2 separate regions of the Mus musculus genome follow, and region 1 is linked to region 2. The links are chromatin contacts, called in public HiChIP or PLAC-seq maps. All regions are on one chromosome and are shown on one strand. The core of a region is the stretch at or near the end of the contact, and the rest is flanking DNA. Distances in the headings are between cores, read along the strand shown. Region 1 has its middle 57 kb from the start of Tbx4. Region 2 holds the start of Tbx4 (T-box 4).

Region 1 (4,088 bases), core at 30-2,529, 56 kb after region 2:
TGGTCCAGGCTACATAAGCTGTGACACTTGATTTAGAGGCCCAAGCTTGGTGTTGCATGCCTGTCATCCCAGCACTCTAGAGACTGAATCAGGAGGATTACGAATCTGAGCCCAGCCCGGGGCTACATAGTGAGACTCCATCTCAAAAATAAAACACATGAAAACTAAACAACAGTAAAAGCCTTGGAATCAGTTGAGCATCCCTGTCAGGGTGCCTGAAGTTGAGAATCTAGATGTGGTTCAAGGCTGAGCAGCTGGAGGCCCTGGAAGTGGGGCAGGCCAGTTACAAAGTACCCTGCTCTGCAATTACACTGGTCCTGCTGGTCTGTACTGCCTTGGCTTTGTGTAGTGGGAATCCATCTTTCTGGGGAGCCATCCATCTTTCTGGTGAGCAGACACTATTCTCTCAAAACACATTGACTGAGACTTCCGAGGCAGATCTTTGTGGCGTTGTCCACCAATGATTTAGAAACTCATTTTAACCCAACAAAGCTTTGGGAGTATTTACAGAGAAGTCCCCCGAATGTCTGAAACTAAAAAGAATGTCTGAAACTAAAAAAACAAAAAACAAAAACAAAAAAACCAAAATGTATCAATTTTCTGAGTGCCCAGCTTAAAAACAGCTCAGAGACTGGGTGCCAAACTTCAGCCCAGAGTGAGTTTTTACGACTCAAGCTGTAAACCTATGAAATTAGGGGTTTAAAATGGAAATGCTGACACAATCTGCACGTCTTAGAATGTCAAGGACCCGTGGGGGCAGAGCTTTCTGCTTCCTGCTGTAGGGAAGTGGGGGGTGGGGAAGTCCCTTGCAGCAGGAGGAAACTTCCTGTCCAGCTTTGGGGCCTCTGATTCTCTTCTCAGACCTCCCCAGCCCCACTGTGGCCTGGCTGGAAAAGGCAGCTCAGATCCAGGCCCATCTGGAGATGCTCAGGGTGAGGCCCCGCCAGGCTGCAGAGCCCAGCCTGCTGGGGCCTCTCTGGTTTCCAGGCTCCCTGGTGCTGCCCTGACTGGCTGGGCCCCAGCCGCTTTGAACCTGAAGCCTTCCAAGGCACGTTGCAGATCTATGCTCTTTCTAGGACCAGTCAGCACTTTTCCTCTGAGGCTCTTCTGTGGCGGAGGAAGCAGCCATCTCTAAAGTATCCAGGCTGGGCTCACTAATGGCTCCTGGCTGGAACTGAGTTAGTGTCCCTCTAGAAGGCAAGTGTGTATCAAAAGCTTTCTCTCTCATGGCAACAAAGAGATCTGTAATGACTGCTGTCTGAAAAGTTACTCAGCGCTAGCCAGGCTCCAAGCATGGAGACTGAGTCATACTGCCCAGATTCAAAACCTCACTACCTAACCTCATGGGACTACTGTTCAATTTAGGCAAAAGGCTTGGCATTCCCTAGGAAGACCTGGATGAGGAAGGCCCTTTTCTCTTGGAAACCAGAGGCAGGATGGGGCAGGAGCTGAAGGGAGGGGAGAGGAAGGGACAGGAGCTGAAGGGGTCAGGTCTTGGGGACCTGCCCGTGAGGGAAGTCAAGAGGGAGAGGGACGGGAGGACTGGACACTGATGACTGCAGAGAGCAGTTTTGTTTGCATGGTGCTTTACAGTTTACAGTTGGAGCCATTGCATCCCAACATCTCTGGGAGGTGAGTTTAATCTCTACTTTAAAGAGTATGGCTCTGAGGAGCTAAGTGACCTGGCCAAGGACAAAAGGGGAGGAAATGGGGAGCCCAGGCTAGAACTGAGCACCCGGGCACCGAGGCTGGCACTCTACTGATTCACAGATTCCACAGGGCACCAAGCAGAGGCTGGTGAGGATGCTGGAGTTCTGATTGCCTGATGACTCCTTAATGTACAGACTTAGGCTAAAAATGCATGAATTAATTATAGACAGGGTCTTACCCAGCCTTGGTTGATCTGGAACTTGCTATATAGTGAGGAATGAACTTGAACTGTTACTCTTCCTGCCTTCACCCCCCTCTCCCTCCCCAGGGCCGGGTATGTCGACGTGCACCACCGTCCTCACCATGCCCCTGTTTATGCAGTGCTGAGAGTCAAATGGTGGTCTTCATGCATGTTAAGTAAGTACCCTACCAAAGGAGCCACAGCCTAAGCCCCACAAAACCGATTCTTATACCTTTAAAAATGGCTCTCTACCTAAAAAGAGTATATCACATTTTCTTTATCTCTGAGAATTCAGAAAATAAGCTCCCCTCACCCCCCGGCCTCCAGCTTTTTTTTTTTTTTTTTTCTATTCTAAGGATTAAATTCATTCAGAGCCTCCCACATGCTAAGTGAATGGTCTCTCTCTGAGCTACATACCAGGTCAGTGTATTAGTTTGAAAAAGAAATTATATCTAGTTTTTCTGAGCTTCATTTCTTTTATGTTTTCTCAAATGTTAGTTTTAGAGATTACCTTTCTCTCTGAGGTTATCTTAGAAATCCTTTAGGCCATGGTCAGAATGTAACTGGAGAATAACAGTGTTTGTGTGCTGGAATCTCAAAGGAAGACATGGAGTCATTCGGGGGTCATCATGTCTTCTGTAACATGGAGAATTTTGTACATTGCTACAGAAATTGGAAATTGTCTTTGTTTTCTCATGTGTATTCATTTTCATTGCTACCTTGTATATTCATTTTCATTGCCGCCTTTTCTCCCTCCTCCCATCTCCCTGCTCCCCTGACACGAGGCAGATTCACTCTGCAGTCCAGACCGACTTTGATTTGAGATTCTCCTCCGCTGTTCTAGTGTTGGCAGTGTGGGTACACAGCGCCATGCCCAAATAAATGTTATTTTTTAAACAAACAAACAATCAAACGAACAAACAAACAAACAAACCAGACAAAAACCAAGAACCAGAAATAAGATCATTAAAAGTAGACAGCCAGTGCCATGCAAGGTAGAAAGTCAGGGCACACCTTGCATCTTGCAGGATGCACAACCGAGAACATTGTATATCCTACCTCCAAGAGATCAGCTCAGAGGCAGAGGGCAGTAGCACCACTGGTATTGCGGAACTACAGCTCAAGAGGACCAGAATGAAGTAGTAACATTGAACAACAGTTAACAGAGAAGCTAATTTACTGCAAACACTGAAACACATTTGGACAAAGTGGACCAGTGGGGAGTGTAAGATCCAGGGGACCAAGATGGTCAACAGGGTCCAGGAGACAAAAGCACAGAGCCTCAGAGTGAGGGGACTGGCAGGGGCTTCAGAGGTGTGATAGTTACTATTGTCATAGCTATGCTTATAGATTCATTCAAATTAGCTATTTGATAAAGTATACCTTATGCTATGATCTATAGTCAGTTGTCACATCTCTAGCCCATTCATTAAAAGGATTAGTCCCATTCTTTAAGAGTCTTTATGAAACCTTGAGTTCAGACAGACAAATTACTCTATTGATAGCTTCGAGCTCAGTGACAGACAAGGTTTAGATGTTAAAAGTTAGCAGATAGCTGGGCAGTGGTGGCACACACCTTTAATCCCAGCACTTGGGAGGCAGACACAGGTGGATGTCTGAGTTTGAGACCAGCCTGGTCTACAGATCGAGTTCCAGGACAGCCAGGGCTATACAGAGAAACCCTGTCTTGAACCCCCGATGATATAAACAGCTCAAGCTGAATGTGGTAATTCCAGCATCTTGAGGCTGAGGCAGGGGATTGCTGCAAGTTCAAGGCCAGAATGGTTGCCACAGTGAGTTCTAGGCCAGCCAAGATTACATAATGAGACCCTGTCTTGAGGTTAGTCTATTCTTATATTATCGCTACTCCTTTCTAAATACAGTCCATAATTTATCCCATTTATTTACGAATCTCACCAGAGCTGGCAAGTATCTTACTCTATCCAAAAACAGACTCAAAACCAGGAGGAAAGGAAAATATGAAGGCTGACTAAGAGGGAGTGGAGGTCCCTGACACTGGCTATGCATCCAGGGCTCCATTCTACCCTTTATTTTTTATGTTGCTTCATCGCACTGATCTGTTCACTTAACCGTTGTGATTCTGTGATACCGAGTTTATTTTCTCTATTTACAGATGATGAGTTTGCAGACCTGGGTGGTCAAGTCCTAAGTCTCACAGTGAACAAGCGCAGGAATG
Region 2 (4,339 bases), core at 301-2,800:
GGTTTCTCCGTGTAGCCCTGGCTGTCCTGGAACTGGCTCTGTAGACCAGGTTAGCCTTTAATTCCCATGTATCTGCTGTCTCTGCCTCCTGGAGTGGTGGGATTAAAGGTGAGCCAAGAGGGTCTGGCTTATGGGGGGAAGGATTGCATCCATAGATGATAATAGACCACTCCTAAGCTGGGCCACTGGCTCCTAACAGCAGTGGGTGTTGGTTGGTTGGTTGTAGGAGTTAAGTCTGGCTCTTCCTCCCAGTCCTGTCCATACAGACATAAGATATACTCTCTACAGTTTGTTTTTCCCAAGACCCCTGTTTTGCTTCTTTTTTGAGCCAAGAAGATACAGATGCTGGCTTGCCTTTCAACTTTGAAAAGGGGGCAAGTCCCTTCAGGAAATCTTCTTGGTAGTAGCGTGCCTTCAATCTGCTTCTGAGGACAAATCCTAAACGGATTGGGAAGGTGATGATCAGGTGATGACCCAGTCGGTCAAGGGACACGGACCCTGCTGAGAACTGAAAACTAATGGCGGGGATCCCTACTAACAGATTTGGGGGACCGTTGGAGATGATTGGATAGGTATATTCTTGACCAAGTTTCCTGGGCATGTGGCAGGCTATGAAGTCCAGACAGGGATGGGGCCAAGGCCACAGGAGTCTGGACCTCAGAGGCTGTAGGAGGTGTACATAGATGTAAAGAAAAAGAAAGGTAAGTGGATCAAGAGGGAGGCAGGCAGTCTCAAGGTCTAGACTACTAAGCAGGCCTCACTTTTTCTGGCTCCGAGCAGAAGGCACCATCTGCCATCTCAGTGCTGCAAGCTGAAGTATGCATTGAGTTGGATCTTGGGGACCTCCTGGCCCAAGCCTGCCTCTCAGCTGCAGTTTCCTCAAAGGGTTCAGCTATTCCCGCACCCTCAAATCCAGCTGTGGCTAGGTTAGGGGCCAAGCTCCCACTGAGGCTAGTTAAGCATCTCTCTCTGATATCAGGCCAGGTCCAGCCATCCAACCTCCTCCTTGCACTCCCCTGCCATGGACTCATAGGCCTGCCGGCAGCCCGTGATCCTCTGGCCAGATCTAGGGCACAGGGCTGTAGATGTAAGCACGGGTGATCAGGGGCCGTACAGGGCATATATGTCCTCGGTCACAGGGCTCCTAAGTCCACTGCGTGCAGGCGGGGCTGTGGGAGAGCCGGTGCAGGGAGGTGACCCGGCAAGTAGCCAGGCCCAGGCCTAGGAGTAGGCCGGGCTGTCCAGCCTCAGTGGGAACAGGGCACAGCGACCCAGCTGCCCGTCCCCTCTTCCCTCCTCTCTAATCTAAACCATGCGGGGCTCCAGGCCCCTGCCCAGCCCTAGGACCAAGGCGAGGACACCCTTTTGTACTGCTGAGAATCCCGCAGCCCAATTGAGGCTTGGGGTCTGGGAGGACCGAAGAGTCCCAGGACCCTAGAATTCCCCCTCTCCGGGGGGGGGGGGCGGCAGGCGAGAACTGATTGACAGCTGCGACGTCAGCACGGAGGGGGGGGCGGCCCCGGAGGGAGGGAGGACCAGGAGGAGGGAGCAGAGGCCCCAAAGTGCAGCCTCGGAGATCAAGGGCCCGCTCTACACCCGGGATGTGCTGGGCCCCGAGGGCGCAGCAGGCAGCCGGACGGTGACCCAGAGGCCCAGGCAGACTCCCTGCGGTCCCGTTCCTCTAGGACCTGAGCTGGTTGCAGACCTGGGGCCGCAGGAGCCTCCGCATGCTGCGGCGCAGTTAGGGTGAGTGTGGGCTCCAGCCCGTCGCCGGTGAGCAGGGTGCGGGGCTGGGGTCATTCAGCTCAGGTTTAAGCAGCAGGATCCAGAGGGATGAGCTAAATAGCGGGCAACTAGGGTAAGGGCCTGGGGTAGTCAAAAGTCGCAGGAGGATCGCGACCGTGCCTCGGTAGCCAGGTACTTGCCCCGGCGACACCCAGTAGCAAGGGCACAAGCCCCATAATCTAGAGTAATGGGACTAAATGGGTCTAGGGACCTAAGAGTATTATCGCTTAAGAGATGGCTTTCTAAGGACAAGAGCTGTGGCCTTGAAATTCGAATTTACAGAATAAGAAAGGGAAAAAAAAAAGTCTTGGGACTAGCGGTGCACACTGAAAATCCACGCAGAAATGTGGGTAATCAGAACTGTGGGCTGTTTGATACCACAGGCTCCTCAGATTTAAATCAGTGGCCGTTACTTAAGTAACAGTAATGTAACAGTAGCTCAAAATGACCACAATGTGAACAATTACCAAAGAAAGAACGAAACCGTTAACTGATGAAATCCTTAGGATTTTTGTTAGAACAATAGTTTTTTTTTTCAGAATCAAATGAAAATAGTAATAACAATTTGAAAAGGGTTGAAGTCAAAATAACTTCAGTACGGAGAAAAAGTAACCGTAAAGTCACTATCCATAGTATATAAGAAATAATACTGATATAGCAAAATACTGAACTGAAGTACTGTAGGAAATGAGCTAGGGAAAAGATGAACAACATATATATCATGGGAAGTTCCTTCGGTATCATTGCGAGACTATCACATGATGCATTGTTGATCTCCTATCAATATTATGTTAACCAGAACATTAACAAGTAACCTTAATGCTTGTAGAGACACATTGATGAGGATTGCTGGAGTAATGACAATTTATGAGCAAGTATTAGTAGTCATAACATTGTAAATAATGCCCAAGTAATAAGTATTATACCAATGCGCTGAGAAATAACCAGAATATTAAAGGCTACGGCAGTATCACAGATGGTGACAAAGTAGCAAGCAGCCATTTGTGATGAAAAAAAAAAATAGCAGGCAAATTAAGATCCATACCGTGGCAAATAATGACAGAGTTACGGGGAGATACGATGAATAATGATGATGCCTAGAATATCATAAACAATCCTAACAAAACGAATTGTGGTAAGATAACAAGAACGATTATAATGATATAAAGAAAATTAACCTGAGAGATATCTGGGACAGTAATATTACAACTAAGCTAAATAACATCGTTTGAAAATTTAGATAGTCTGAAGAGCTAGAAGTGGGAACAGGAATGGGATGTAAAACAATGTTTGATTACCAGGACTAACTGAACACTGCATCCAATTGTCTAGATATTGGTAACAGTGTTACTAATGTGCCAGGGGAGCCCTGAAGGGCGAAACAGTAACAGCAAAGCAACAGCATAGTCTACAATGATAATCAAACCTTCCGCTTTACCCTTACAGTGTTAAAGTCACGAATAATCCCAGAACTAGGGACAAAATTACTAAACTGACCAGAGTTTTACTTAAATAATAACAGTCAAAGCACACACACACACACAAAAAGACAAATTAAAAACTCCCTTAGTGTAAGGAAAAAAATCACTAGTAACAAATATGAAAAGAAAAACGCTACGCCCTTTTGTTCCCCTTCGGAAAATTAAGTAGCTCAAAGCGACCATCCTAGGCTTAGAGGCAGCGGAGCTCGCCCGCGGGCCACTCTGCAAAGGGTAGACGTGAAGGGCCGGGGGCGAGCATGGGACCCAATATCCCAGTATTGGAGCCTTCAGGGACGTAGAGGAGCGCCCAGAGGAGCAAGTAAAAAAAGGGGAATCTAGGGGCTTCTCTCAGTGGTAGGTCAGCTCATAGGCAGAGGAAAGGGATGGTCGGAAAGGAAAGCGCAGAGTAACTCTGCCAGCGGGCGCAGGAGGGCAGCCCGCTCAGCGCAGGCAGGGTGAAGAGTTGCAAGGCCGCTGCTAGGCTCTGGGTGATGGGAGACCTCCGTAGAGCAGCAGGCAGACCCTGCTCCTGGTCCCACAAGCCTCCGCACCTGGGGCGGGCGTTGGTTGGCGCCCAAACAGGGTGGAAGCCGGTGCATTTGCCGGGACCTTGCAGCGTCCCCGTTTGTGAGAATCCTGGATTTTCGAAGCTCGCTGGGGAACCAGCACGTGGCTCAAGGCGGGTGCAGGGGCAGGCCATGTCCATCGAGTCTGGCTTGTTCAAGGCGGGCTGTGGCCGAGACCGGCTGGGCTGTCAGCCTTATCTTTATGGGCTTTTCCCAGCCCTGGCTGGCCCCGGCCCCCTTTTATCTCCTCAGTTGCACTTGGCTTGTTTACTTTGGAGGCCCTGGGAGTCTAAACCTGGGCGCAGAGGCTGGTGAGCTGGGTAGGCAAGAGGCCTGAGTCTGGGGATAGCCAAAGAGATCTGGGGTAGAACAGAAAGCTTGTGGGAGGAGAAAGGGGAGAGATTTAGTTAGCCAAGATACACAAAACCTACTAAAACTTGGCCAGATCCTGGAGGAAGAGTAGAGGGTGGCGGGAAGGGAAGGGAAACGCAGAACAGTACATGGCTG

The links. HiChIP or PLAC-seq counts read pairs in DNA pulled down with a chosen protein or histone mark.
Region 1: a CTCF HiChIP or PLAC-seq map of the NIH/3T3 cell line shows a contact between it and region 2, with 10 read pairs. The contact joins the enhancer-like site here to the promoter of Tbx4 in region 2. A contact is called at or near these places in 1 of 15 datasets of contacts at CTCF or cohesin (the NIH/3T3 cell line), 3 of 484 Hi-C or Micro-C datasets (bone marrow-derived macrophages, granulosa cells and nephron progenitors), 5 of 115 datasets of contacts at active chromatin or transcription factors (embryonic stem cells, neural tube and pancreatic cancer cells) and 5 of 9 other capture datasets (adipose tissue, embryonic stem cells, liver and 2 more).

Annotation. Positions count from the first base shown.
Region 1 is chr11:85,941,107-85,945,194 of GRCm38.p6, forward strand. No RefSeq gene overlaps it. Among named protein-coding and RNA genes, the nearest start is that of Tbx4, 57 kb to the left of the region's middle. Within about 2 kb of position 1,280, at least 73 of the 459 cell types and tissues checked have an H3K27ac peak or open chromatin away from gene starts, as enhancers often do. A contact at or near this core is called in the NIH/3T3 cell line, where this site is marked.
Region 2 is chr11:85,884,817-85,889,155 of GRCm38.p6, forward strand. It overlaps Tbx4 (T-box 4), which reads left to right and starts at 1,551. Exons shown (of 9, transcript NM_011536.3): 1 at 1,551-1,746.